7 separate regions of the Mus musculus genome follow, and regions 1, 2, 3, 5, 6 and 7 are each linked to region 4. Evidence: chromatin contacts called from public Hi-C and promoter capture Hi-C data. All regions are on one chromosome and are shown on one strand. The core of a region is the stretch at or near the end of the contact, and the rest is flanking DNA. Distances in the headings are between cores, read along the strand shown.

Region 1 (3,782 bases), core at 1,057-3,556, 2.1 Mb after region 4:
CTATTTCAGCTACTAGGTTTTCGTTTTGTTTTTAAATGTAGGATTCTCAACCTGGAAAGAAGGGCTACACTAGCATTTTAGCAAAGACTCCAAGATCCCACATCCCAGATCACTAGATTTCTCTTTAAATCCCCTTGCCTCGACTACTTGGCACTAAGACAAGCATCCTTGTGTTGTCGTACAATGAACAAGCATTTGCTGGGCCCAGCACGCTGCTATACTCTTATACCCCCTATATGTAAGGCCTGCTGAGAGGGCAGAGCATGCCATACTGCAGCACACAGCAGCTCTTGATCCAGGTCCCCTGACAAAACATATCAACTTTCAAATATCAACACCAAGAGCACATTTCTCCTCACATGCTTCTGTCAGGCAAGGACATACACTGTGCAGATCGCACAGCAGTTTGCATGCAAACTTGCTTACTCTGCTCACATGCTGAGTCATGTCTGCCTCAGGGTCTATACCTCAGGTTCAGTGGTTGTCCTGGGTCTCCAAGATCGCACTTTCTTATAACCACAGAGCAATTTTCTTCTTGGAAAAACCATTCTAAATCAGAAGGCTTTATCTTTCTACTGTTGGCTTTAACCAGCACCAAAATACACATGGATAATGAATAACTGTGACATGATCCATAAGACTAGGGAGCAGGGTGTAACATTACGGCAGAAGTCAGCTGTACTTGCTAAATGTCAGTGGATCCGGGATTCCACACTGACTCTCAATTCTTTCCCAGGTGACCTTGAATAAAGGCACAACAAACTGGACTCTGAGTAATTATATCCTGCCAGTCTGAAATGGGTCTGGTAGTGTCACCTCTTGCTCTGACCTGGCATGCCAAGTTATTGAGTTAGTTGCTCCTCAGAAGTGATGACTGACAGGAAATGACAGGGAGGCTTAAATGGGAGTCATATTCTACAGCCACCTGGGCAGGGAAGCAGCGCGGTAAGGAAGGAAACCGGGTATAGGAAGAAGGTGGCAATTATTCAGCATCCACTCATCTGACAGTAGGGAAAAGACATCGGACCTGAGCTTTCACTCTTTTGGATACTCAAGGAAAGGGTCCTGGAGCAGCAATCTCCATCTACAAGCTCCTCTGACAAAACCAAGTGCCGGGATAATGAGCTTTAATCACAGGAGTTAGGCACATTTCTGAAGTATACTATGCACTTCTGTGGTGCTGTGCGTACAAGTTTGTATCTTGAATAAATGTCTGCGCAGGAGTTCTTGGTCATGGCCCATGTGCATCACAGCCCTCAAAAACACCTGTACGGAGGATAAAACCTGTAGGTGAAGCAACACTTCACCATCCGAGAAAAGCTAAGTACCAATTATATGACACCGTCTGTTTTCATCCCAGAGACGGACTTCAGAGGGTGCAGTAAATCTTTGGACACAGTCTTACCTAATCAAGCACCCATATTCGGATGGCGTACTACTGTCCTGTATTGTCCTTCTGTAATAGCGCGTATCTATCTTGTCAGGGGTAAACAAAGTCAAGGAGGGGAAGGAAAGGGGGACCCTCTCACAAAAACAAAGCCAAATAACATCCATCCATATATACATACAAACACTCATATGTACATATTCTACTGAAAGTCGAGTTTACTGTTTTCTTTATCCACGCACTGTCCCCGGTCCCCAGCAGCTCCCACAGGACTTGTCCGGGCAGAACCGGGTTATCCACATACGGCCTGAAACACACATGCACGTGGGCTGCGGCCCATCTTGCTTAGTCTCGCACGGAACGTGCTAGAAACGCAAAGAGTAAGGCCACTTTTCCAAGCGAGCAGAAATCCGAACAGATATCTGCGTAGCCCGCTCCGGGACTCCGCCGCCAGACCCTCCACAAACATCTGACATGCTCGGCCTCCCCGCCTGCCGCTCCTGCCTACCTGTCTCTCGGTCAAGTTCTTGTCGGGTCCCAGAAGGTAGGGCGTGAGGAACGGCTCCGACGGCCGGAGGTTTGCGAAGAAGCCGTAGGCGCAGAGCAGCGCGGTCGGCAGGAACCAGCACTCGCGAGGGACGCGGGCAGTACGCAGAAGCATCCTGGCCGCCGCCGCCGCCGCTCGTCTGGACACCCTGGCTGGCACGTCCATCCTGGGCGCGAGGGGCTGGACGCCGACACGGCCCCCTCCTCCTTCTCGGCCAACGGGAGGGCGCCCGAGCCGCGAGCCCGCGCGGGCACCTGTAAGCGTGCGCGACGCCGCCTCGCGCCAGGGTCAAGGTGCTTGGAGTCCCCACCGCCCGCCGGCGGCCACAGCTCGCTAGCCGAACGCCCTTTCCCTAAGTCCGCCTCCGGGTCTGGCCCGCCACCCCGCCTGGCCCCGCCCCCACGCCCCGCCCCGACCGCAGAACGCCCTTTCCCTAGGTCCGCCTCCCGGTCTGGCCCGCCTCCGCCTGGCCACGCCCCACGCCACGCCCACCCACAGCAGACGATCACTAGCCACGCCCCCGGGAACCTCCTCCTCGCCAATGCCTCCCGGCCGGAGCCAACCTCCCTGCTTCCCTATTGGCCAGTGGCTCAAAAGACAGAAAGGCCGCTTGGGGCTGCGCGCCCGGGCTCTGACGTGAGGGGTTCTGGGACATCGGACTTTTAGGGGCCATGTCTGGACTCTGTGGCGAGGACCCTACACACCCTCCCTGGTCGGATCGGTCACCAGGCATTTTCCGATCACACGTCCGGAAGGCTCCCTAGAGCGGGATCCCCGGATGTGTGCTTCATCGCAGCGAGTCTGCTCAGTCTTATCTGCCAACCTACTGATGTTGGTCCTCTGCCCGGGACACATGATGACACAGGCTTGCAAACCTTTAACCTTGAGGCGGGAGAATGCAATCCCTGGGCTCCAAGAGCTTTTTGTTGTTGTTGCTGGGTTTGATTTAGTTTGCTTTTTTTTTTTTTAACATTGTCTTTAAATGTGGTAGAAAGACACAAGCTGGACCTGAGAACTGAGATTTGGGGCCTTTTACTATAGACAGAAAGAAAACGAGGATGACCGAGTTAATCAGCAAGAGGCTTTTGCTTTATTTCGTCACTTTTTGTTGGCAGGATACAAAGAACAATTAACTAATATATCCTATGGAAAGGAAATCGCCCTAAAAACCTAGGCCCTAAAATGGGCTCAAGGTTTCAGGAAGTGTGCCGCTCACGAAATACCCACAGGGTTCAAAAGTAAAAGCAGCTAACCCCCACCCTACACTGGGAGGTTTCTGTCTTCTCGGTCCATCCAGACAGGCTAATCACCCCGTCTTTCTCCAAGGGAGCCTGCACTCCCCCTTTCCTACTCTTGGCTACAAAATCTGGCTCAGACCATGCGCTGCTGGCTCTCCAGCACCTCTGGTCACAGCGACTCCCAGTCTTGAGATTCACCTCTCAGACTGCTGTTGTTAGTGAGGGCGATCTGAATTTTCATTCTTTCATTTCTGCCTGGGTCACTGCGTCTCCAAGGAGAAGGACCAACTAGACACCTGAGGGCTGGCAGGCAGGACTGAAAGGGCTCACTGTGCGAACCTCCTGGGTTCCCATTGAGCGATCCTTCACTAAAACACTTCACTAAAACAGAAAAACGAGGCAATAAGAGGGCAGGTTGTTGTCAGAAGTTTTTCAAGGGCAAACCGTGGCAGGAATCCCCAGCGCTTTCTTTCATCGCCCTCTGCATGACTTTTTGCTGGACTCACAGACTGACTCTGTCCCAATATCAGCAGAATCGAGCTGCACGAGTGAATACACAAAATGTGTGCGTGGAGCAATTTGCCAAAATGCAAGGTGTGGTGTTGACATC
Region 2 (3,803 bases), core at 1,067-3,566, 2.4 Mb after region 4:
TTTCTTCTACAAACTTCTGGAAGAGATGAACGCCACCACCAACACCAAAATAATGTGCTTTGCTGGCCAGAAGCACCCGGCCACTCCTACTTAATAGCCTGAGGAATGTTTCATGCAAAGTGCTGTAATAATCCGGATTATAAATGGTTTCTGAAGTGAGAATGAGGTCATATTTCACAAACAGTTTTTCACGTAATACAAGCTTGCAAAACTCAGCCCACTCCCCAGAGAACAAGCGACATTTACAGATTTCTCGGCCTACTTCTGACTTCCTTTGTCTTTTCCCATCTGGCTCATTTTTGCCATTGCTGTCATCTTGCAAAGGGACATTAGCAACTACATTAGGTAAGGTCACCTCATCGATCACCAAACCGTTGTAATCTTGAAAATGAACTTCCCTAGCCCCTCCTTTGGATGCAGTTATCCCAAGCAGCCCAGACCCACAGCCAAGGTCTAACACTTTCTGCCCAGCAAATTTCACTTTGGCTTTTGTGAAGTAAGTCAAGAGGTCAAAGGTGCATTCCCAGATTTTCAAGCCTCCTTCATAAACACCTGGGATCAGATCAGAATGAGAAGAAAAGCTCTTTGAAACGATGTTTTCTCCAGGGAATTTCTCTTTCAAAGAGACGGTTTTCACTACTGCTGTGTTAGCATGCTGGGGACCTGGCAACATTTCCAAAACCGTATTTTCTAAGACGTGATTCACATCTTTAGGCATCACATGTTCTTTAGCAGGTTTCCAGGAGGGCTGGTGTTTACAAGCTTCTGGGTCATCTGACCTGTCAGCAATAGGGGGTGGGCTGCCAGTGTCTTCAGAGGAAGCTGCATTTCCCAGTGAGGAGCATTTCCAAGAGTGATCCCGAGGCAAGCCCGGACGTTCTGTAGATTGCCTTTTGTCCTGCTTTCCTTTCTGACTTTCTAAGACACAAGTTCCATCATCGAGGGATGTTAATTTATTTTCCAGATCTTCTTCTATGCTGAAATTGAATTGAAAGGCCATCCTCTTTTTCTATGCACACCGTTTTTTTACCAAAGGATGATGCTTCAGCTTCTAGAAAGAATTTAATGGCATAACCGATCACACAGTCGATTAGTTCTGTTGCGCCCAATGTCTGTTAGCTGCGTATACACCATCAGATGTATTCAGAGGGGGCTCCAAAGACGTTTTAGACGCCTTTGATCCTTTTTCAGTTCAGCCCTGGAAAGGGAAGGGGGAAAAGAAAATGTTTAAAAACAAAAACAAAAAAAGGCTGTGTGTATGCGATTTAGCAAAATGCACAGATGCCTTAAGTATTCAAAAGTAGAAGATAAAACATAAAGACAAACAAAAGAATAGCTATAGCAGCTACCACCTTCACCAGAACAATAAACCCCAAGATTTGTAGACAGGACAGCCTAGCTACCTGCTGCCTGGTCTTTTTTTTTTTTTTTTTTTTTTTGGTTTTTCGAGACAGGGTTTCTCTATAGCCCTGGCTGTTCTGGAACTCACTTTGTAGACCAGGCTGGCCTCGAACTCAGAAATCCACCTGCCTCTGTCTCCCGAGTGCTGGGATTAAAGGCGTGCGCCACCATGCCCAGCTTCCTGCCTGGTCTTTTAGTTGCCTTGTGCTCAGGCATCTTCACCTTCATCTTCCTAAATTTCTGACGCATCTACAGTAATTATTTTCTCTTTGTTCACAGTGGCATCCAGGTTTGTTCCTTCATCTCTGCCTCGCAAAAACAGTTTAAGGTTTTATTTGGGTAAGTAGGGTATCCATTTTCAAACACACACAGGTGTGTGTGATCTGGTGTGTGCAAACTCATCCAAACGGTACATTTATGTGTACGTAGTTCTACACCTTATGTGACTGGAGGGATGAATAAAGACTAGGACTGTGGAAAGTATAATCGATTGTATAGAAACATTTCCGGCAATATGCCAGACCATAACACCCGTTTTAATTTGCACATTTCTGGACGGTGGGATCTCCGTTCACTTGGCAGGAGCCGTAGGAACGGAAGCACGCACGCCAGTAAAATCATTCCTATTCTCGAACGCACCTCACAGGGGAGTAGAGTCATTCCTGGCCTCAGCCCAGGTCACCCTTGAAACTACGCGTCGTCTCAAAGTCCCCCCGGACTGAGGATAGCAAACCTGAGGACTTCTGGTCTCAGCATTGGAAAGTCAGACGCCAGGGCGAACAAACTACCGGAGAAACTCGCCTTCAGCCTACGGCGAACACCAACGAGATGAGTCCTCCAATAGCTAGAGAGGGCCCCGACGCTTGGGGGCGAGAGTGCTCCTCTCTATGGTTTGGTGGGGGCGGAGCTCTCTCAAAGCCTGCTGGGACGGCGTTCCAAGCTGTGGCGGGAGTCGTGCGGATTCGTTCGTCTCTCGGGGGTGGCGAAAGAATGTCGCAGGACGATGCGGAGGTGGCGAGCGGGGTCGTGCTGGAGGAACTCAGCAGCTGGTCGGAGGAGATGTGCCGTCGGGAGCTGCCTTCGGTGCTGCCCCGGCTCCTCATATCCTTGGAGGGCGCTGAGCGGGGGGTGTGTCGCGAGCCTGCTCCGCCCTGACGCGGGCAGCCTGGGATTCGAACTCTGTTTTGTTTTGCGAGGTGATGGTTAAGGGAACGAGGACAACCGTGGGTTGAGGGGCTAGGCGCGCCTAGCATTGTCGGACGATTGCGACTGGAGCGTTTGAAAATGATGAGTGCTCTCATGCCTTAAGTTTAGTTCTCTGTTCCTAAGTTTGCCCGGTCGGTCGCACTTGCCTAAGTGTGGGAGATGCCCGCGCTGGTGCTCAGTATCTGGATGAAGCGTGAGAGCTGAAGGATGTAGTTGTAGTTCTTCCGTGGTACCACATCTTCAAAGGATGGTCTGTAAACAAAAATGCTTTTCCCCTTTCGAACCCGTTTCCCTTTTAAGTTACAAGGCGGTGCTTCAGGTATTGGCTTTAATCGAGTTGTAATTGTGTGGAGTTAGGTGCAAAGAATAATTATGTAATGCTTTTGTGTTTGTAATTGGAAGTCGACTCCCTTCATGTAAAAGGTGATTTTAATTTTATGATTTTGATCATACCTTCTATTTAAAATTACACACACAGAAACAGACACACACACACCCCTCCAAAAACTGAAAATACCATTACATTTAGTGAAAGTTCAAACCTTGCACGAATGATGTTTCATAGTATAACTTAAGTTCTCTCACACTGAAGTCATTCCTTAGACATTAGCAAAATCCAACGTGGTGCTGATGACCGTTTTTAAAGTACTCCGTGTGTGGATATGGAATTATTTTGCTTTTTAGATGGTAGTCCTGACTGGCCTGATACTAGCTATACAAAACAGACTGGTCTTGGGTTTGCAGTAATCCTGAGTTTGCAGTGCTGGAATTTTTGTGTGTCAACGAGAAGGGTTGTTTTTATGGAATTTCCTCCTGGAAACAACTGTTTTCCTACTCAAAAGATGTTTATTTATGTAATGTGTGTCTCAGACTGCTAGGCTTAGAGGGAATGAAGATATCTGTTATTTACCCTCCCCTCAGTATTACAGGTACCACACTACATTTAGAGTACCATTTCTACCTTACCTTGCTACCTACTGAAAACGCAAATCTCATTTCCAGGTTTTCTTCTGTAAGTAAACCTTGAACACTCTTTTTGCAACCAGCTAATTATGATTTCTGATTCTAAATTACTCCATGAATCTACCTGTCCCCCACTGTGATTCTAATCTTTACAACCTGTACTAGGAATATTTTTTTTATTTTCTACATAGTTCTTCTATAATACATTCTTAACAAAGTTTAGAGTAAAAACA
Region 3 (3,339 bases), core at 66-2,565, 2.2 Mb after region 4:
TATTCATTTATACTAAAACATTACACATTGCTTTCAAGATATTACATTATTTTCTTTGGCTGATTGCTTTGGTTTTGCAATTGTAAAAGAGGAACACATCTTTCACAATCACTTAAACTTTGATGTCAACTAAAAGGGAAAAAAATGCGTCAACCAGTAAGCGAGGCTTAGCATTTAAAATAAAAACACTCGTGGTCGCAAGTGCTACGTAGAATCTATGACTTGGGTAACTGCAGGCAGGTTAGCAAAATATATTCTGCAACTCAAAGTTAGGTTTGATATTATTTAAGCCTCCTCTTAGTTAGACATGCCTTTGAATGACTACCTTATGTGCTCACTAACATGGGTAATAATCAGGGCAGACCAAAATACCCAGGATAAGTCATATTCCAGGAAGTAACTCAAAATGAGAGGAAAAAATGAAGCCACATTAGGTAGCCAGGGGTAAGTCTAGGAAAAGTGAAAATACAAGTGTGCCTTCCCTTCCCTCTGAACCCACAGTGAAAATCGTTTATAGGAAGGCAACAAAATCTCCTTATAATGAAGTACATGGTGACAGCTTTGACATCTTTTTCTTTAGAAGATGAACTTGTGTTTAACAGGAATAAATATTATATAACTAGAAGGTCCTTTTTCTTTTTTTTAAGCAGACTGTCAAAAGGCTTAAGCCGAATGCACAGGAAGGGCTAAGAGGGCTGTGGAGGTGTGTCCTTTCAACCCATCAATACACTAAACTAACAAACGTGGGGGGAAAACAGATTAGGGATTGCACCTGGAAAGAAAGCCACAGCTAACCATTCACATTGAAATTTCCACATCCTCAAAATGATAAATTATGTCCATAGAGACAAAATTACACCCACACAACATTAGTCTCTCTCTCTCTCTCTCTCTCTCTCTCTCTCTCTCTCTCTCCTCCTCCTCCTCTTCCTTTTCCTTTTCCTCCTCCTCCCAGCCCACCCCCACCCCTTGCAACTATAATAGATTTTCTTCCTTGAAGAAGCCCACCTGGATTTCACCCCCAGTTACCTTGGATCTGTGGGCTCAGGATGATAGTTCCAGAGGATCCCCTGAGCTGCCACATAGAACTGCCTTAGTTGCGCGGCCTCTGCCTGGTGGCTGCCCCAGCCCGCCCAGCGGGTTCCCAGAACCACCAGGAGGAAGAAGCACGGGCAGACTAGGAGCATGGCCCTTGTCCTGCCGCGCGCTGCCACCACCGACAGTGCTCAGTGCTCTGTCCCTGTTGCGCGCTGATCTGTCTCCCTGGAGGACTAAGAAGCTGCAGGGCACAGTGAGTGTCCCTGTCCCCTGTGGTGGCTGTCTAACCCTACCTCCCTCTATGCCTAGTGTAGGCAGGGGCTTGTTGAGGTCACTCCCCCCTGTGGCCACAGGCATTTACTAGAGAGAATGCCAGACAAGGAATGTAGAGGGAAAGGAAGGGCAAGCCTGCTGGAGGTTATGGCTCTGGAGCAGTGCCCAAGGGTCTCCGCCCCATCACAAAGCAGCATTTCCCCCACTTCAACGTAGGTGGGAGCAGCAATCCCACTTAACCTGCGCGGGTGGAGGTGGGGGGATGGGGTAGGGGTTCAAAGTTTAGGCTTGTCAGCTGATTTCTGCAAGCCTTAGTAAGACCCAACACCCATCCTCAGATCCCAGGAAAATGGCACTGCACAGTAACCAGAAAACAGCCTCAGGACAGGTCCACCAACAGGTTAGCAGTCTGAATCTCTTAGGACAGACCGCTTGGTAAGGGCTTGTCACCAGCTCAAGTGTAGCCGAGACCAGGGTTTAGAGAACTCATTTGAGATAGTCAGTAGCTGTGTGGTCTGGGGCCAACTATGTCTTTAGAAATACTTTTGACATCTGTAAAATAAGAATGGCAATTCTAGTTTTCCTTGATCTTATTATTGGGAGGGGACAAACTGTTGTAAACTGGACAGTCCCCAGGGCCTAGGTAGCTACAGTCTATGATCTTGTCTTTGCTCGTTCTCCTGTATCCTTGGCATGGTGTTTTAGATTTTATTTTTCTGTTGGTGGCAAAGCTGAGAATTATGCCTGAATCAGCAGGATGGCCTGCCCTGAATTCTCCAGAACTTTGTCTCTGCTCAGACTTTCTGCTTCCAGCACATCCAGTAAATTGTGATCTGGTACCATCCAGGTTCCGCAGCAGCCTCTCCCTCTCCCTCCCCCTGCCCCACCCCTCCCCCTTCCCTTCCTTCTCCCCTCCCCCCAACTCCTGCTTCTGTTTCTTTGCTGATCACATCACTGATATTCTTCAGTCAGTTTATAATGCCCCTTCTTGAGTCAGGCATGATGGCACATGCCTGTAATCCCAGCACACGAGGGCTAGAAGCAGGGGAATGTGAGTTTGAGGCCTGAGATCAGCCTAAGCTACGCAGTGAGACCATGTACTGAAAAGTAATTAATTAGCAGATGTGTGCACACATAACTACACTAGGAAGAATGCTCACACGGATTTCCTTCCCTTTCTGCTTCCCTGCTCTTTAAAGTCAGAATTTCTGCCATTGTCTCTGATTCTGGGTTCCAGTTGACTTTTCCGTTTCATGAACTTAATCTGCTCAGATTATATACTCCTTTTGCTAACCTTTCATTAGGTTTTCAAGATGCCCTTGTATCTGTGGCTAGATTATGATCTATTCAAGAGCAGGGATGATGTCTTATACTCCTGATCCACAGTTCCAGGAGTTTCCAAAATGCAAATTCGGACACAAGAGACATGGTTGAGATCTATGGTCCTATAATATCTAGCCTAGTATCTGTCTATCTGTCTGTCTCTCTGTTTGTCTCTGTCTCTCTCCACACACACACACACACACACACACACACACACACACACACACAGACACACACACACACACACACACACACACCAAATTAGATGCTATTGACAATGTAAGAAAAAAAAAGCAGCAGGTCTCTAAATTACTTTCTTCCCTTTTCCCCCAAATCATTGCAACTTTTCCAAGGACAGCTTTACTGCCCTTGCTTGCTTGTCTGCTTATGTGTCCAGGCTACATGGTGACCAATGGATCTCATTACAGCTCAGCAAAGCAACTGCAGTTTTTGACTCCTTAATGTTTGCATCAATTACAGACAAGCCATATGTAATTTTCAGTGACTTATTTATTAAATATGTGCATTAAATTACATATAAAACAATATCTGTTCTTTCCTGCAGAACAGTAATTGCAAAGAGGACCTTTTTCTGCTCCTCTGACTTTTGTTTTTGTTTTTTTCCTCTGTGGTCAGGGGATATACGACATACATTTGTGCTTTCACTGGAAGGTCCAGCTGTCATTTAGAGGGTTGTAACTGTGA
Region 4 (3,708 bases), core at 929-3,428:
GAGGAAATGGCCAGAGACAAGCAAGCTTAACCAAGATGGCAGGTTTTAAAAATGAAGACCGGAAACAGAAATGCATTACAATCCCATCATTAACTGTGTCCCTGACACAAAGACTTGTGAATTTCACATGACAGATACATAAAATTTGGAATCAGCACCCATATTTGTGCAACATCACAGTCAGCTCTGGCCATTACAAATGGATCAAAGACTGCAAAGGTTTCTGTCATGCCTGAGTTTGCTAAGTGAGTCTGGAAGGAAGGCACAGTTACTCTGGCCAGAGTTAGAGTCATGGCCTTCACAAGTCATAGCCTGCAGATTTAGCTCCGTGTGAAACCATTCACTTCCAAAACCCTGTGAGCGTGGAAAAAGAGACAAGTCTCCCAATAGGCTTTTTAACCGTAAGCCTCACCAAACAGTATTATAAAAGTACACAACCATTCTAACGAAGCCAAAGGCTGCCATTTTTACCTATTTAAATTTAATTTAATTTCCTCCTTGCATCTCAGGTGGTCCTTCACCCATGGCGCTTGGTGTGACAGTCTTGAGGCAGGACTATCAAACTGAAAACATCACAAACGTAAAAAACGCAAAAGAGTCCCTCACCCCACTCAGCTTGCAGCCTCTTACCAGCTAACATCGAAAATTCCAACACAACTAACAATCTCTGTCTAAGGCCTCCCTCCTTCTCGCTTCCAGGCTGTAAAACCGCAGTTGTCTGGTCATCTGGACAGAGAAACCCCTTGTGCAACTTTAATGTCGCCTGGTTTTACTCTACCAGACTTTATAAGCTTGTCCACCTCATCAGCAAAAAGAGAAAAAAGAAAAAGAAACTTGTACAAAATTCTTGGGTGTAACAAGACAGCTGCCAAAACGCACAACTTGTGACTCTCCATTGAGAAGTCCACATCTGGGTATGTCTTATTTCCCTGGGCATCTCTTTTTAATTCCGGTGCTTAAAAATCTACAAATAATAATACTTATTATTTATTTATTTATTTATTTATTTAAAGCCTTTTAAAGAGGGGTTCCGACGAGGAGCTTGCACCTAAGCTTTTCTGACGGCCTTTCTATTAACACCACCTCTGCTTCACGGGCTGCTCTTGTCAATCATTTCAACTTCAGTGCCAGGAAATACGGGTTTGCCAGAATTGAAGTTCCCCCAAAAGATCGAGGCTCCTCCTCCGGCTGCCGCAGGCTACTGCTTATAGAGCTGTCACTCTGCCCCAGTCCCTGCTGACAGCCCGGCGGTGTGGGGAACGGGAGGACTTTCCAAGTAACCCCTGAAAAGCATCACACGGCGGGAACCAGAAGCCTCAGTCCCATCCTTGGGCAGTGACTTTGGGGGAATAAGTAATCTCTGTCTCTCGAGTACGAACTGTGCCGATCTCAGGTCTGAGGATTGGCTGGCCCGTGTGGAACACTGGGAAAGGCGTCCTACGGCCGGCTAGGCAGCCGCCCCCTTGGATGCTGTGGTTGTAAGGTGGGTGACCGACCGACTTCACTTGGGGTCTCTGTGCCTTCCGAACCCGCTTTCACAGCTCTTCTAGCTGGCCCCTGAGCAACGCGGGCCTCCGCCTCCGGGAAGCCCTCCGGGCCCCCCCACCCCGCCCCGGCGCGCCCCCCGCTCTACCGACTCCGGGGCGCCTAGGGCGCTGCTCCCGCCCCCACGCGGGTATCACCGGTGTCGGGACGCCCAGGAGAAAGTCCTCCAGCGCCTCGAGTCCCGGCGGAGCCCGCACGGGAGCCGTGGCGGCCGCGAGACGCCTACGGCCTCCGGGAGGTGAAGAGAGTCCAGGGACTACGGCAGCCCCGAGCTTGGGGCACACCCACGGACAGGCCCGGAGGCTGGTCCCCGCGGCTCTTACTGTTTCACGTTGTCCCCCAGCGCCTCGCTCAAGTTCTTCTTGGCTGCCTCCAGCTCGCTCACAAAGGTCGCCATTGCAGCGCGCGTCTTTCAGCCCGACCGTAGACCGCGCGGCCCACGGCCACCAGCAACCGAAAGATCAACGCGGCGGAAGGCCTGCGCGCCGGACGCTGGAGGCTCGACTCGACTCGATTCCACTCGGCTCGGCTCGGCTCGGTTCGGCTCGGCTCGGCTCGGTTCGGCTCGGCTCGGCTCGGCTCGGCTCCGCTCGGCTCGGCTCGGCTCCGCTCGGCTCGGCTCGGCTCGGCTCTGCTCGGCGGCCCCGCCCCCATCCGCTAGGGAGACGTTGCGTGGGTTTGGTTCTTGGCCCCGCCGTCTCGCAGTTGGGAAAGCACCCAGCCAAACTCCCTTCGCCAACTCCCGCCTCTTGGCTCACGTGACCCGCTTCCCCTGGTGGGCGCGTGCCCAACCTACGCCCGCCTGCCCGCCCGCGGCGGCCCCCGGGGCGCGAACTTGACCGCCCCGCCCGCCCTCCGGCCAGGCCCCGCCCTGACTGCAGGTCAGCTCTTCCCAGAAGGAAGAGCTCAGGTCCCCGAGTGCATGCAATATCTAATTTATCCTCTTGTCCTCATTTTTTTGCCAAGTGCTCACCACCTATTGTGACATTTAGTTGGTCGATCTCGTTTTCTGCCTCCTGCAACTAAAACGAGAGCTGCCTGAAGGCAGGATTTATGTTACTCAAGTTCTGAACATTCACTATTGACAGATCAAATAAAAATAATTCCCAAGCAGGACTACCAAAGGTCCTAGGGGAGGTAACAGGAGGAGTCTCAGCAGCTAGTTAGCCTGACCCACAGAGGAAAAGACGCAAAGAACCTCGTTTCAAGTCAAGGTCAAGTGGAAGGACCCACAAGCTAGCTTGTCCTCTCTCAAATTCCAAATTCACACTCGAATATGCACATATATACTACACTAGGAAGCCATAGCTGTGTTCAGCTTAAAACTTTTTAAAGCCTACTTTTAAAGTCTCTCTCTCTCTCTCTCTCTCTCTCTCTCTCTCTCTCTCTCTCTCTCTCTCTCTCGTTTTGACAGAGTGGCCTCTTAACTCACATAGATCCAACTGCCTCTAGTGCTGGCTGGGACTAAAGGCATGGGTCACCATGCCCAGCTTGTTTGTTCTTGAAATAGGGTCTCTCTTTGTAGCCCTGGCTATCTGACACCAGGCTATTATTTTGCCTTAATGTTCATGTTTGTTTGTTTGTTTTTTGAGACAGGGTTTCTCTGTATAGCCCTGGCTGTCCTGGAACTCACTTTGTAGAACAGGCTGGCCTTGAACTCAGAAATCCACCTGTCTCTGCCTCCCAAGTGCTGGGATTAAAGGCATGTGCCACCACTGCCCGGCTAATGTTCATACTTTTAATGACAGCATAATTTTTTAAAGATTTTGTTTTTAGGTAGATGTCGTTGTGAGTGAATTTACAGGTGGTTGTGAGCAGCGGGCCCTGTTAAATACTGCACAGATAAGATGCATACAATGACTTCTTTCCTGTCTATTAAACTGGGGTTTTCTCCTGTATTAAAAGAAATATTTTAACAAGCATCTTTATGCAGATTCTCCTCATTTGTAATTATTACTTTAGGACAGAATCCTGTAAGAGAATCATGGGATCGGGTGGCAGGAATCGTTATGAATGTCTCGTCCCTGTGGTCAAGCGCCTCCCAGTTTTTAAAATAATCCTCCCTATATTCAAAAGGAAGCCCCAGTTTAAACCCAGCAGCCTTCCGGGTGCTTGCAGAAGTGGTCAGGCTGCTCACTTTTCATCACGTGCATTTAACGGCCT
Region 5 (3,289 bases), core at 559-3,058, 2.1 Mb after region 4:
TACTAGATTCCTTACACTCTCTGCCTACCCACCAGTGAAAATGATTACACTATGAATGACACAGAATAAAATCAAATTTGCCTTAAGACAAAAGGCATGTAAAAACCACACTGGTTTTCACACTCATTATTCCATGGTATCATTAGCTCTCTTTTCACAGAAGGGATGCTGAAATTACGATGTTTAACTTGCTGCTAGAAGAAAACTTTTCTAGAACTAACTCCTCCATGTCTTCTCAGAGTCTTATATCAAACATAATTCTGAGCTCATAAATAATAAGTTTGAAATAGTTCATACTTCTGAGCTCCTAAAATATCAATTACATGAAAGCTAAAATGCTAAATTCAAAACCAGAACCAATAACAAATAAAAATATATCATATATATTTAAGACCTAATAAAATCACACAAATATAAGTTTTAAAAGGGCACAGGCAAAATAAATGAAAAATAAATGAAGTTGGATCAAATCTGAAGTGTAATTGAATTTCTACAGCTCCAAAAAGAAACATCTCCACTGCTTCTAGCGTAAACAAGCAACATAAACATGAACTCCTGTTGCCAAGCCCCGTAAGCCTTTCAAATGAGTCACAGGATATTCAACCCTTTGGCTTCCTAACCATCACCACCAGGGCATTGCTCACATGATACACATGTCAACACACTAGAATAAAATGGTATCTTCCATGAACCGCATTTCTTAGCATTTCCTATTTTATTACTATGATTTTTTTTTACACATATAAAATGTAAAGTTTATCATCAATTTAAAAAAAAAATCTCTGTAAGTGCTTTTGGCCAGATCAATAGTAAACTGCAGTGGCAGAAATTAGTTCCTTCCACTTAAGTGTGTGAAAAATTCTCAGTGTCTGAAGACCTTGCAATGTGGCTCCGAACCTCAGGCATAGATGCACATTATATTTGGTAACTTTCTCACAAGATTAAAAATATTTAAAAATACTTTAACCCAATACTTCTATTTCACCCCTACATATATAACCTTTTAAACAATATTTGTTGAAACACCTAGAACCAAAAGAATAAACAGTAAAGAGAAAACCTTTCCATATAAAAAAAAAGCATTTAGCAAAAACAAAACAAAAACAAGAACAAAAACAAACAAAAAACACCTTATTTTAAAAAGCAGTTAAGCAAACTTCTACAGCACTATGAAACTATCTGGTCCATCCTTCCTGCTGCATCCCCATAAGTCTGTGGTGTTATGAAATACTTTTTAAATTACCATCTGTTACAAGCTCTGACAGGAATATTTAACAAAATTAGGTAAAATTTTGGATTCGTGCTGAACATCTGAAGCACCAACGGAATGAATATAGCATTCTATGTGTGGAAGCTAACATTTCAGGAGTGATTTCTTCCACGCAAGCTACCTTTCATAGTCTTAAACTCTGAGAAGGGAAATGATAGGACAAAAACTCTAAGCGTCTAAGCCGTCCTCTGAGGGGCTCTCCTGGTGCATGGTGAAGTGACGCTGTGCGGGGCTGGGGAGATCCTGGGGCTTCTCCCTGGAAGAGGGCTCGCTTCAGCCGCCTCCCTGCCACCTCGCCCCGACGTTTATCCTCTCCCTGCTCCTGCCACCTGTCTGCCTGTCCTTCCCTCCTCTCCCGCTAAGTCCCCTCCTGCCTGTGGAAGATGCAGCGGCTGGGGTCACAGAGATGGCCGCAGGAGCTCTCTTCTCCTTTTCTAAGCTCTGACAACGAGGCAACGGTGACACCCCGGGGCCTGCTCCTGAAGCACCCAGCACCCGGGTGCCATGGCAACAGCGCGCCTCTGAGGCCTTCTTCCGGACTTCCCACTACTGAGGCGGGGTAGGATCGCGCGCAGGCGCAGAACGGATCCCCGCGAACACCTGCGCCTTACATCCGGCCAGCGTTTCCAAGACCCGGAAGACTCGCATCCCCTTTGGTTTTCTGCCTTGAATGTGGATTTTGTATACCTGTAGTCAGATTTTTAATTTGTTTCCAAAACTTAACAATAAAAGTGCATTTCTGTGTTCATTTTCCTCAAGTAAATATTAAAAGATAACAGTTCCTCAAGTAAATATTAAAAGATAACAGTTGCTAGTTGTTAATTGCTGTTTCGACCCTCAGCTTAAAGAAATTATAGCCAAAATTGTATTTACAGAAAGGAGTTATGAAAGAAAATAGAACTTTAGTTCCAGCAATCAAACTCATCAAGAGAGGCAACTACAGTTTTCCCATAACTTCCCTTAATACCTTGGGGGATAATAGGAAAATAAGAGAACATTCAGATTGTGGTGATAGATAATAGGCCAGCCATGAAGGAGCTCACAGAGTGTAAATAGAAGGGCAATATAACATAGGTACAAATTCATCTAAAAAAAAAGGTGGATCGAGGAGAGATTCATATATAAGCTAATATATATTAATATATTAACCTCTCCTTGATTATATATATATATATATCTTTATATATGTAAAGAGTTTACTCCAGAGCTTACTTTTGAAAAATAGTATAAATTATGGGAGACGGGCTGGGCATTACACATGGAGATGATAGCTTGTGGGAAGACAGGCATCAACTTGTTTTGTTGACTCAAAATATACCAGATAGGGTGAAGCATACATCAAAACCTTATGCCTCACTGCCTGTTAGCAATTACATGCATAACTTGGAAGCCAACAATGTGATCTGGGGATAAACATTGTCATGTCTCATTTCCATGCAAAAATATTCATGGCAGTCATTCCTAGGAAACTGTGAGTTCCCTTTCAAGGAGAGACTGGGTTTAGACATTTACAAGCCTCCAGCCATATAAATGTTTGATAGATAGTTCTTGAGTTCCCCAGGCTAATAGGTCTTTAAAAGGAACTAACTGTAATATTTACAAGCTTGGTGAGGAAGGATAATGAAGGTTTCTGAAGGAAGTGGGGTTTTGGTCATCAGAGATGAGAGAGGAAAATACCTCGAAAACAGGACATTTTAGAAAGTTCACGATCAAATCATAGAATAACGAGATGTATCATGAGTGTTCAAGACTTACCCGCAGGGGAGGAAGGAATGAGAGAGGGGTTATGTCACACTTTATGCAGGCACATCATTTAATGCCTCTTCTCTCCAGTGAGCTGAGTGTACATAGGCTAACCATGACTGACCAAGGGAAGAAAACGAAGGACATGTAAGAACTGGTGGAAACACCTCACAGAAATACCTGGAGCTGGGCTCTCCTCATTTCCTAAGCATGTCTCAATCCATTCAAGTCGATGTTACCCATCAAACATGTCAAATAAGTTAAATTATATTGCAT
Region 6 (3,702 bases), core at 14-2,513, 2.4 Mb after region 4:
AATAGTGCCAGGTAGCTTTGAAAGTCACACGAAGGTAGAAAAGGATATTCTAATATGGCATTTTTACTGACTATACCACTTATACTTTCTATAATGAAACGTCGAGTTGACAGTCTAGGATGTGACTGTACACTTTAATCTATCTATGTCTTCCATCCTTCTCATTTCTTTGGCTTCAGGCGAAGCTTCTGAAGGGTTCCATTTGGTTTGGGAGCAGCACCTTGCCTAGGTATTCAACCACATACCACGTGTGCTCTGGGGGAAGTATGTCCCTTAGTTCTCCCGACAGTAGAGACTCTCTTCGGTTCTAGTTCCCTTCGCTTCAAAGAGCCAAAGGTTATGACTTGCCCGAGAGTCCTAAGGATATGTACTCGTTGGCACTTAGATACTGGGTGACAAATCTTACCAGCGGCCCTGTCTCGGCCACGTATGTTCCCTGTCAGGAACTCAACCGCATTGTGCTAGCTGACAAGCAAAACATGTAGTCTCTGTGGACTAAAAGTACTCCGAGGTGTGACATCAGCTCAGAGCACACACATGTCCCCCAACCCAGCAGCAGCAGCGATCCCAGAACTCAGCAAAAGCGACCTTGGGAGATGTTGTTGTCTTTTCTACACGTGAAGCCCGGGGGCTGAGTGTGGACGCTCGTCGGGGACCCTGCACCGCGCGGCCTTCCCGCTGGACTCCAGGCCCGGTCTCTCGGCCCTCCACCGGCCTCGGCCGGCGGGGCTCACCCGAGACGCCAGGCACAGGGGCACCCCGAACTCCCCGGGGCAGCGCTCAACCGGCCGCCCCGGCTCGCTTCCCGCCCCGCCGTCCAGGCCGCACGGCTCCCGGTTACCTGCGGGCGGCGGGAGGAGGCTGGCGGCTCCGCTCCCTCTTGGCCCGCGGCTGGCTCCGACGCTCAGACCCCGGCTCCTCCACCCACAGACACCCCCGAGGACCCGGCTCCGGCGGCTCTCCGAGGGCCCGGAAGCGGCTCAACAGCCGGGCCTTCAGTTCCTCCGACGCCACCACCGAGGCGCGAACCCGGAACCGAGCTAGAGCGGCCGCACAGGTGCTGCGAGGGCGCGGGCCCGGGTAGGTGTGGGCGCCAGGGGAGCCTGCGCCGCACGCCTGTTCCCGGCAGCCGGCTCTGGCGGCAGGGAAGCCTCTCTGCGTGTGTCTTCAGCCCGACTGCAGGGGCATCCCGGTTTTCATGTTTGGGTTTTTAACCAGCCGCTTTTGAGTTCATTTCCGCCCGAATCCAAAATGGCCACCTCTGGCTTCAGACAAGTAAGGGGGCGGGGAGGAGGAGGAGAGGAGTTTGGGGCTGAGCCAGAACTTTTCCGGTTGTGACTGCCCCCTCAGCATCCTGGCCACCAGGATTGGCCTGCTGTCAGAGAAGATATGTATGTATGTATGTATGTATGTATGTATGTATGTATGTATGTATGTATGTATGTATGTATTTAGTGAAGTCAGAAATCATGGCGATTAACGCTTGAGACTTAATTAAGGCTTAAGGTTTCAGATGGAAAACCTGGAATCATAATTCAGCGAAATAGTACAATTAGAAGGAATGTCACGCAAGACCGGAGAGGACCGGACAGGAGGGAAGAAAGTGAAGAGGAGAAAAGGGGAAGGGAGGAGAGGGGAAATAAGGATGGGGGGGGGGTGTGTGGGAAAGGAACGGAGGAAGAGAAGACTACACCTGTGATAGAATTACCAGCTCCAATATCCGCTGACTTCTTGTTCTCTTCGAAAGTTCACCTTCGTTACAATAACCGAAGACTAAATGATCAACCCATTTGCGTGTGGGAGGTCGCAGCCAGCCTCTGCCTTCCTGGTAAAGAATGTAGATAAAGTAACATCAGCTACCACGTCCTGTAAGGCAAGTCAGAATGAGACCAGGATTGTCTTGATCAATTTATTTTGTGCCTTTCTTTTCCTGGAGGAGTAGAATTGAGCCACTTCAACCAGGGCAAGAAATCCACTGGGAGGATGATGCATTCCTGACTCACATCTATGCTGTATCGTTCGCTCTGGGTGCTTGCTCGCATTCTCATCCATTCTTTGATCACTAATCCTAGTCCAGCTGTGGATGGGATCCTGGGTAGCATGTAGCCTGTTTTCTCAAACACGATGGTCACCTACTCCTCTAAAATTAACACTAGAAGACAGTTCCCTGCTGCATGTGTAAGACATGATTGGAAGGGACACACTCAATACTTCTACCATCTACTCACTTCATTTATCCTGGTGTCACTCAGGTTTCTAAATAAACCATCTCTTACATCTCTGCATTAAGATTCCAGATATTTTTGAGGCCACGGGTTAACTTACACATCTTACCCTCAATAGGGTATGTCAGTCATTCTGTCCAGCGGACATTTGATTCTGTAGGAAAAAGGACCAGTATTGTACAGGCACACACAGATTCAGTTACCCCGCCTGGAGTTGGGTGACAGGTGATATTGCTCAGGTGGCACATGGACACGGGCTGGAGATAAGTAAGCTCTGCCCCTGGCTTGCAGTTCACTGATTAAGCCAGGCTCTCTGTCCAGGGAGCCCCAGAATCCACCTGCCTTTGCTTCCCCAGTGCTGGGCTTCCAGGCATAAGAACTTGGATTCTAATGATCAGACTGAGGTTCCAAGCACCTTACTGACTGAGCCATCTCCTAATGCCCCTCCCCACAAGATTACAGATTATTTGCATATGAGCCTTTGTGAAGATTTTGGGCTCACTAGATTCTTATGCCTTTCAGCCTATTTGACCTATTTTGAAGTTACTCATTTTGGCAATGAAAATTCACTTTTTAACATCCTTAAAAACACCATTAATCTGCATTAGATATGGGAAGGGCATTATCTGTAGTATCTGTCTCTAAGTATGGGTTTCTGATTTAAATCCTCCCAATGCCAATCCAAGCGTGAAATGCTTCTTAGCCTCCAAGTGTACACCAATCACCTCAGAGTTTAAGTGAAGAGAAAATAATAGATGTGTTGAGTAGTCTAGGTCTTGTCAAATGGCCTCAGACCTTAGTACAACTGACCCCATGATGGAAGTACCATCCAGGCTGTAAAACTCAGCATGTAGGCAGCACCACGTGCCAAAACTAAAACAAAGGCCTAATCCACCAAAGTCCCTTGTTCTGGGAAAGTCTCTAAATGAACTAACCTTGCTTTTTAGCTTCTGTAGCTCTGCTTCTGGCTAACTGTTCTTGTTAACAGAACATGGTTTTTCTGCTTAAAAGCTCACCCTGAGAAAGGCTCAGGGCTGCATAGGCATCCTGAACATCCAGTGTAGTTGTTGGCTGTCTAAAAAAAACAAAAAAAACAAAAAAAAAAAAACAAACACCTTTCTGTTGGCTTAAACCCATGTCTGAGCAGTCTTTTTGGAGAATACTCCACAATATTTCTGGATACCTCAAAAGATCCCAGAGACCACACTTCAAGATACCGGGGTGGTGGGATGAGGAGGTGTCTCAGAGACCCTTGGATCAAGGAAGAGTTGGGCTGTCAAGGGGCCCCTAGGGGGACACAAGTGGAGATGCTCCAGCTTCCCAGAGCTGCCTTTGATCACTCACTGCCTAAGGTTTTGGAGGGGTCTCACACCTCTACCGGGAAAGGAAGCAGGTTGCCTTGGTCTATGACCTCCGGAGATAAGTCTGGTCATGGCACATTCTGTTTGGACACACAGGAGAGGTCGACATGTCTGCT
Region 7 (3,464 bases), core at 243-2,742, 3.0 Mb after region 4:
AGAACCAAGAACTCCCACAGAGCAAAGACTTCTGGAGCTTAGTTCCCACCAGTATCTCCTACAGCATTTGACAAAAGTGAACTCCTTGAGGAAGGGCCAACAGAACAACAAATAGGAGATTTGGAATGTTGCAAGGGGGAAAGTATAATTTTATACAGATGTATTTTATTGGCTTTTATTATCTCTTGCTGGTGCCTTGATTTGCATTCACAAGCAAGGCAAAACCTTTTAAAATACCATAATTACTGACTCTATTAAGATTAGTGATAAATCTTGTCTTATAGAAAATGTATAAATAAAATGTAACAGAAAGCACACAAGTAGGTTTAAAATTGTTGTTGAGTCACTAGTAAATGGTTATTGTGTGCAGAGGGCAAGCTGAATCCACTACCAGATTGTGACTAATACATTCTATTCTGGAGTTAATGTATATCTGTTTACACATTTAGTCTATGTTCAAAACTTGAACGAAACTAATCCTTTTGGATGGTATTTTGCCTTTCAAATATATTGAAAATAAACTCATCTTTAAGATAAGCATGTGTGGCATCCTTGAATTTTGGAAAACCTGTTACATTTCAAAGTTCAAAGATTACAAGAAAGATGTCAAACTTTTTTCTGATACTTATATAACTGAACTGCTCATTTCAATTGCTGGTGTCATATTTTATTTTCCAGTATACTCCTTTACTTCAACTTGATTAAAAATATTGACTCTCGAGTCGAAAATTAATATTCTTTAAAAAAATTTTCAATGTAGCCAATGTAATGTTTTCAGTTGTTTTTAGTAAAAATAATGAAAAAAAGAAATGGTTTAAAAAACGCTGACCTACACATACATGGACAAGCTTTGCATCTTCTAATTTTCTAAACTCTGCTTAAAACGGAGAAATGGAAGCTCAAGAAGATAGCTTTAGACAAAAGAAAAAAAAATCACCATTTAGGACTTGAGTGTGGTGTGTTGAGGGACTTCTATAGGCAGGAGGAGACCAGCAAAATATCTTGGCATAAGGATTAGGTTCTTAGACTCATTCATCATAGAAACAAGAAATCGAAATCTGCTAGATGTTATTGTCTAGAAGTGAACTGGCCAATGCTTAAATCTCAACCCTACACCCTGTTTCTCCATGACTTAGAACCTACAAGCCAAGGATGCTCCGGTACCGCCCACCTCCCAGGCAATACAGGCTCCGCCCAGCTAGTCAGGCAGTTCCGACCTGTAGGCCTCCTCTGTCACTGCCGCTCTACCTGTTTTCCTCAACCCTTCCTCATATTCCCATAACCCCCACTTCCCCCCAAAGATATAAAGCAAGAAGAACTGGAACGTGTAGCAGAGGCCTGTGAGTGGAAGCGAAGGCCGTGCTTTTGTAGTCCACCGAGTCAGGCTTTCAGGCATCGCTCGGGGCAGCCCCACAGGTACCGGGTCCCTGAATGCAGAGGGAGGCCTAGCGCCACAGTTCGGCACGCTGATTGGCTGTTCGCCGCGCCACTGAAGGAACCCGGATGTGCCTGTGGAGCTGTGTTGGCAGTCTGCGCGCGGAGATTTGGGCACTCTTTGGGTGCCCAGGGCTAGGCGGATGGCTCAGGATTGGGCGGGCTTCTCTGAGGAAGAGCTGAGGAGACTAAAGCAGAATAAAGGTAAGGTGTACTTGCGCGCGGGTGTGGAGTCTCGAGTCTGAAGGACAGGAGGCCGTCTTAGTGGGCGAGGGGGCGTGGGGGCTGGAACTCCAAGTTGGGGGACAGGGGTGGTGGGATTCCCTAGGTGTCTTTGCTGCAGAGGCCAGAGGGACGGCCCAGGGGTTTCTCTTTTAGCATCTGTTTTCTGATGATTTGATGTTTTCCTGTAAAAAGGAATGAGGTTAGGAAGAGAAAGCGAAGCCACCACCTGAATGGCCCCTAAGGGAGGCTTTTAACCCAAACCAATGGTTGTAAACTTGGGTTCAGGGTGAATGAAGACTAATACTGCATATACAGCATCATAATTGTGAACTTATAAAACCAGATATTTGGGAAAGGTGTCATGAGAGTGAATCAACGCAGAAGAAGTGGTATTTATGATCCATCCGCATTGCCTTTACTTCTGGCTACCAGATGAGTTTGCATTTCTTTCCAGTTCTTGGGAGTCAGCAAACTAAAAGGACTTTTCGAGAGGTTAGATTTGAAGTGCGTGTGTGTATTTGTGTGTACATGCACAGTGCACTTACATGTCTGTCTCTTCTGCCTTCAGGGACAGTGGAAATCTGCTGCCCCGGATGGGGCGGGGGGCTTTCTGGAATAATTATAGATCACTGTATGGGCTTGCGATAACGCTGCTTCTGATTTATTAAGTTTTCCAGTACTTGGTAGGAAAGGATGTAAAATGCTCTTGACCTGTGATTGCAATTTCACAAAAATGTCTGTGGTAGGCTTGGAAATGCCCATCACTTCTGTGAGAACTTTGTGCCACTCTTGGCAACATTTTAAAAAGTACCTTAAGGATAAAATTAAATTCTTCCATGTCTATAGTTTGTGAGATATCTGGATATGTCTTGGGTACTTGGAATATTTAGCCTAGATATGTGAATTATCTAGGACTGACAGGTGCAGAAGGAAGTAAATTACTAACATGGGGTCAATGTGGGGAAGACTGGACTGGCTGATCTTTCTTAGTACTGTCATGGAATTATCATGTCAGATGTGTTCCAACTGATTCTGTCCAGCTGGCTGTTTTCAGGTTCTTTCCTTCTGTAACTCATTCTCCATTCATATACCTATATGTACAAATGCAGGCACCTAGATCTGATCTGACTCAGTTCTCAGTATTTGAATCAGGTGTGTTGTCTGGTCCAGGGGCCTCTTCCGTCCTTGTCATGGGGAATGCTAACCTGCCATGAAGCACAACGTCTGCCTTAGAGATGTCAAAAGTAGCAGGACATCTTTGCCCTTAGAGACCTTGTAGATTCATGAGACAGACAGTACAATAAGGTGGTAGCCATAGAGCAAGTTCACGCTGAGGATTTAATGGACACTGGGGACATTTCATGGAGGTTGAATCTTGGCTTTAGCTTGATTTGACAAAGGTTTAATGTAGGACTCCAATATGTTTGTTATCTAAAAAGTATATTTTAACTGTTTAATTTGGATTTGGTTAGAAGGTGATGAGAACCTAAACTTTAAGGCCCGTCACTTGGTCATGAAACGCTAGACTGTGGGTATAAAATCACTCATCTATGACATCTGTAAGAACAGAAGTATCTTCCAGTTTTTATGTAGCCATAGTGGAACACAGTGATCAGAACAAAAATACCAAGTCTCCTTGGTTTCCCATTTTTAAAGCTGCAGAAATCGAGTCCTCCTCGCAGCTGTTAAGAATGCAGTTAAATAATCTAGGAAGATGGGATCTGTTGCCAGCCAAAATAAGTACAGGGTGCTTTTGAGACACTCGAATGCATAAATGCATGTGCAGTCAAGAATGTTCTTAGCCA

What was found. Promoter capture Hi-C pulls out the DNA fragments that hold promoters and counts their contacts. A called contact is a pair of places that touch in the nucleus more often than the background predicts.
Region 1: a contact with region 4 is called in a promoter capture Hi-C map of liver, with 5 times the contacts expected there. The contact joins the promoter of Slc19a2 here to the promoter of Tada1 in region 4. A contact is called at or near these places in 5 of 39 promoter capture datasets (hippocampal neurons, liver, neutrophils and 1 more) and 1 of 9 other capture datasets (adipose tissue).
Region 2: a promoter capture Hi-C map of pre-B cells shows a contact between it and region 4, with 9 times the contacts expected there. The contact joins the promoter of BC055324 here to the promoter of Tada1 in region 4. A contact is called at or near these places in 5 of 39 promoter capture datasets (HPC-7-derived erythroid cells, erythroid cells, liver and 1 more) and 1 of 484 Hi-C or Micro-C datasets (liver).
Region 3: a promoter capture Hi-C map of liver shows a contact between it and region 4, with 2.1 times the contacts expected there. The contact joins the promoter of F5 here to the promoter of Tada1 in region 4. A contact is called at or near these places in 3 of 39 promoter capture datasets (liver and pre-B cells) and 1 of 9 other capture datasets (liver).
Region 5: a promoter capture Hi-C map of neutrophils shows a contact between it and region 4, with 3 times the contacts expected there. The contact joins the promoter of Ccdc181 here to the promoter of Tada1 in region 4. A contact is called at or near these places in 3 of 39 promoter capture datasets (liver and neutrophils).
Region 6: a contact with region 4 is called in a promoter capture Hi-C map of liver, with 2.8 times the contacts expected there. The contact joins the promoter of Scyl3 here to the promoter of Tada1 in region 4. A contact is called at or near these places in 6 of 39 promoter capture datasets (the C10 cell line, hippocampal neurons, liver and 2 more), 3 of 484 Hi-C or Micro-C datasets (CD4 T cells, CD8 T cells and liver) and 1 of 9 other capture datasets (adipose tissue).
Region 7: a Hi-C map of CD4 T cells shows a contact between it and region 4, with 3 times the contacts expected there. The contact joins the promoter of Gorab here to the promoter of Tada1 in region 4. A contact is called at or near these places in 2 of 39 promoter capture datasets (liver and pre-B cells) and 2 of 484 Hi-C or Micro-C datasets (CD4 T cells and CD8 T cells).

What each region holds. Positions count from the first base shown.
Region 1 is chr1:164,247,570-164,251,351 of GRCm38.p6, reverse strand. Slc19a2 (solute carrier family 19 (thiamine transporter), member 2) reads right to left here and starts at 2,306. Exons shown (of 6, transcript NM_054087.3): 1 at 1,896-2,306. The coding sequence starts at 2,099.
Region 2 is chr1:163,993,309-163,997,111 of GRCm38.p6, reverse strand. It overlaps BC055324 (cDNA sequence BC055324), which reads left to right and starts at 2,316. Exons shown (of 24, transcript NM_201364.2): 1 at 2,316-2,502. The coding sequence starts at 2,392. It overlaps Mettl18 (methyltransferase like 18), which reads right to left and starts at 2,223. Exons shown (of 2, transcript NM_027279.3): 1 at 2,041-2,223; 2 at 1-1,198. The coding sequence starts at 1,000.
Region 3 is chr1:164,149,811-164,153,149 of GRCm38.p6, reverse strand. It overlaps F5 (coagulation factor V), which reads right to left and starts at 1,315. Exons shown (of 25, transcript NM_007976.3): 1 at 1,030-1,315. The coding sequence starts at 1,187. Gm16548 (predicted gene 16548) reads left to right here and starts at 933. Exons shown (of 3, transcript NR_037987.1): 1 at 933-1,291. Selp (selectin, platelet) reads right to left here. Exons shown (of 16, transcript NM_011347.2): 16 at 3,124-3,339.
Region 4 is chr1:166,377,637-166,381,344 of GRCm38.p6, reverse strand. Tada1 (transcriptional adaptor 1) reads right to left here and starts at 2,178. Exons shown (of 8, transcript NM_030245.3): 1 at 1,869-2,178. The coding sequence starts at 1,942.
Region 5 is chr1:164,274,117-164,277,405 of GRCm38.p6, reverse strand. Ccdc181 (coiled-coil domain containing 181) reads right to left here and starts at 1,808. Exons shown (of 6, transcript NM_029115.3): 1 at 1,645-1,808.
Region 6 is chr1:163,927,326-163,931,027 of GRCm38.p6, reverse strand. It overlaps Scyl3 (SCY1-like 3 (S. cerevisiae)), which reads right to left and starts at 1,263. Exons shown (of 14, transcript NM_028776.5): 1 at 842-1,263.
Region 7 is chr1:163,401,697-163,405,160 of GRCm38.p6, reverse strand. It overlaps Gorab (golgin, RAB6-interacting), which reads left to right and starts at 1,492. Exons shown (of 5, transcript NM_178883.6): 1 at 1,492-1,638. The coding sequence starts at 1,578. It overlaps Gm24940 (a small nuclear RNA gene), which reads right to left and starts at 2,878; the gene lies at 2,759-2,878.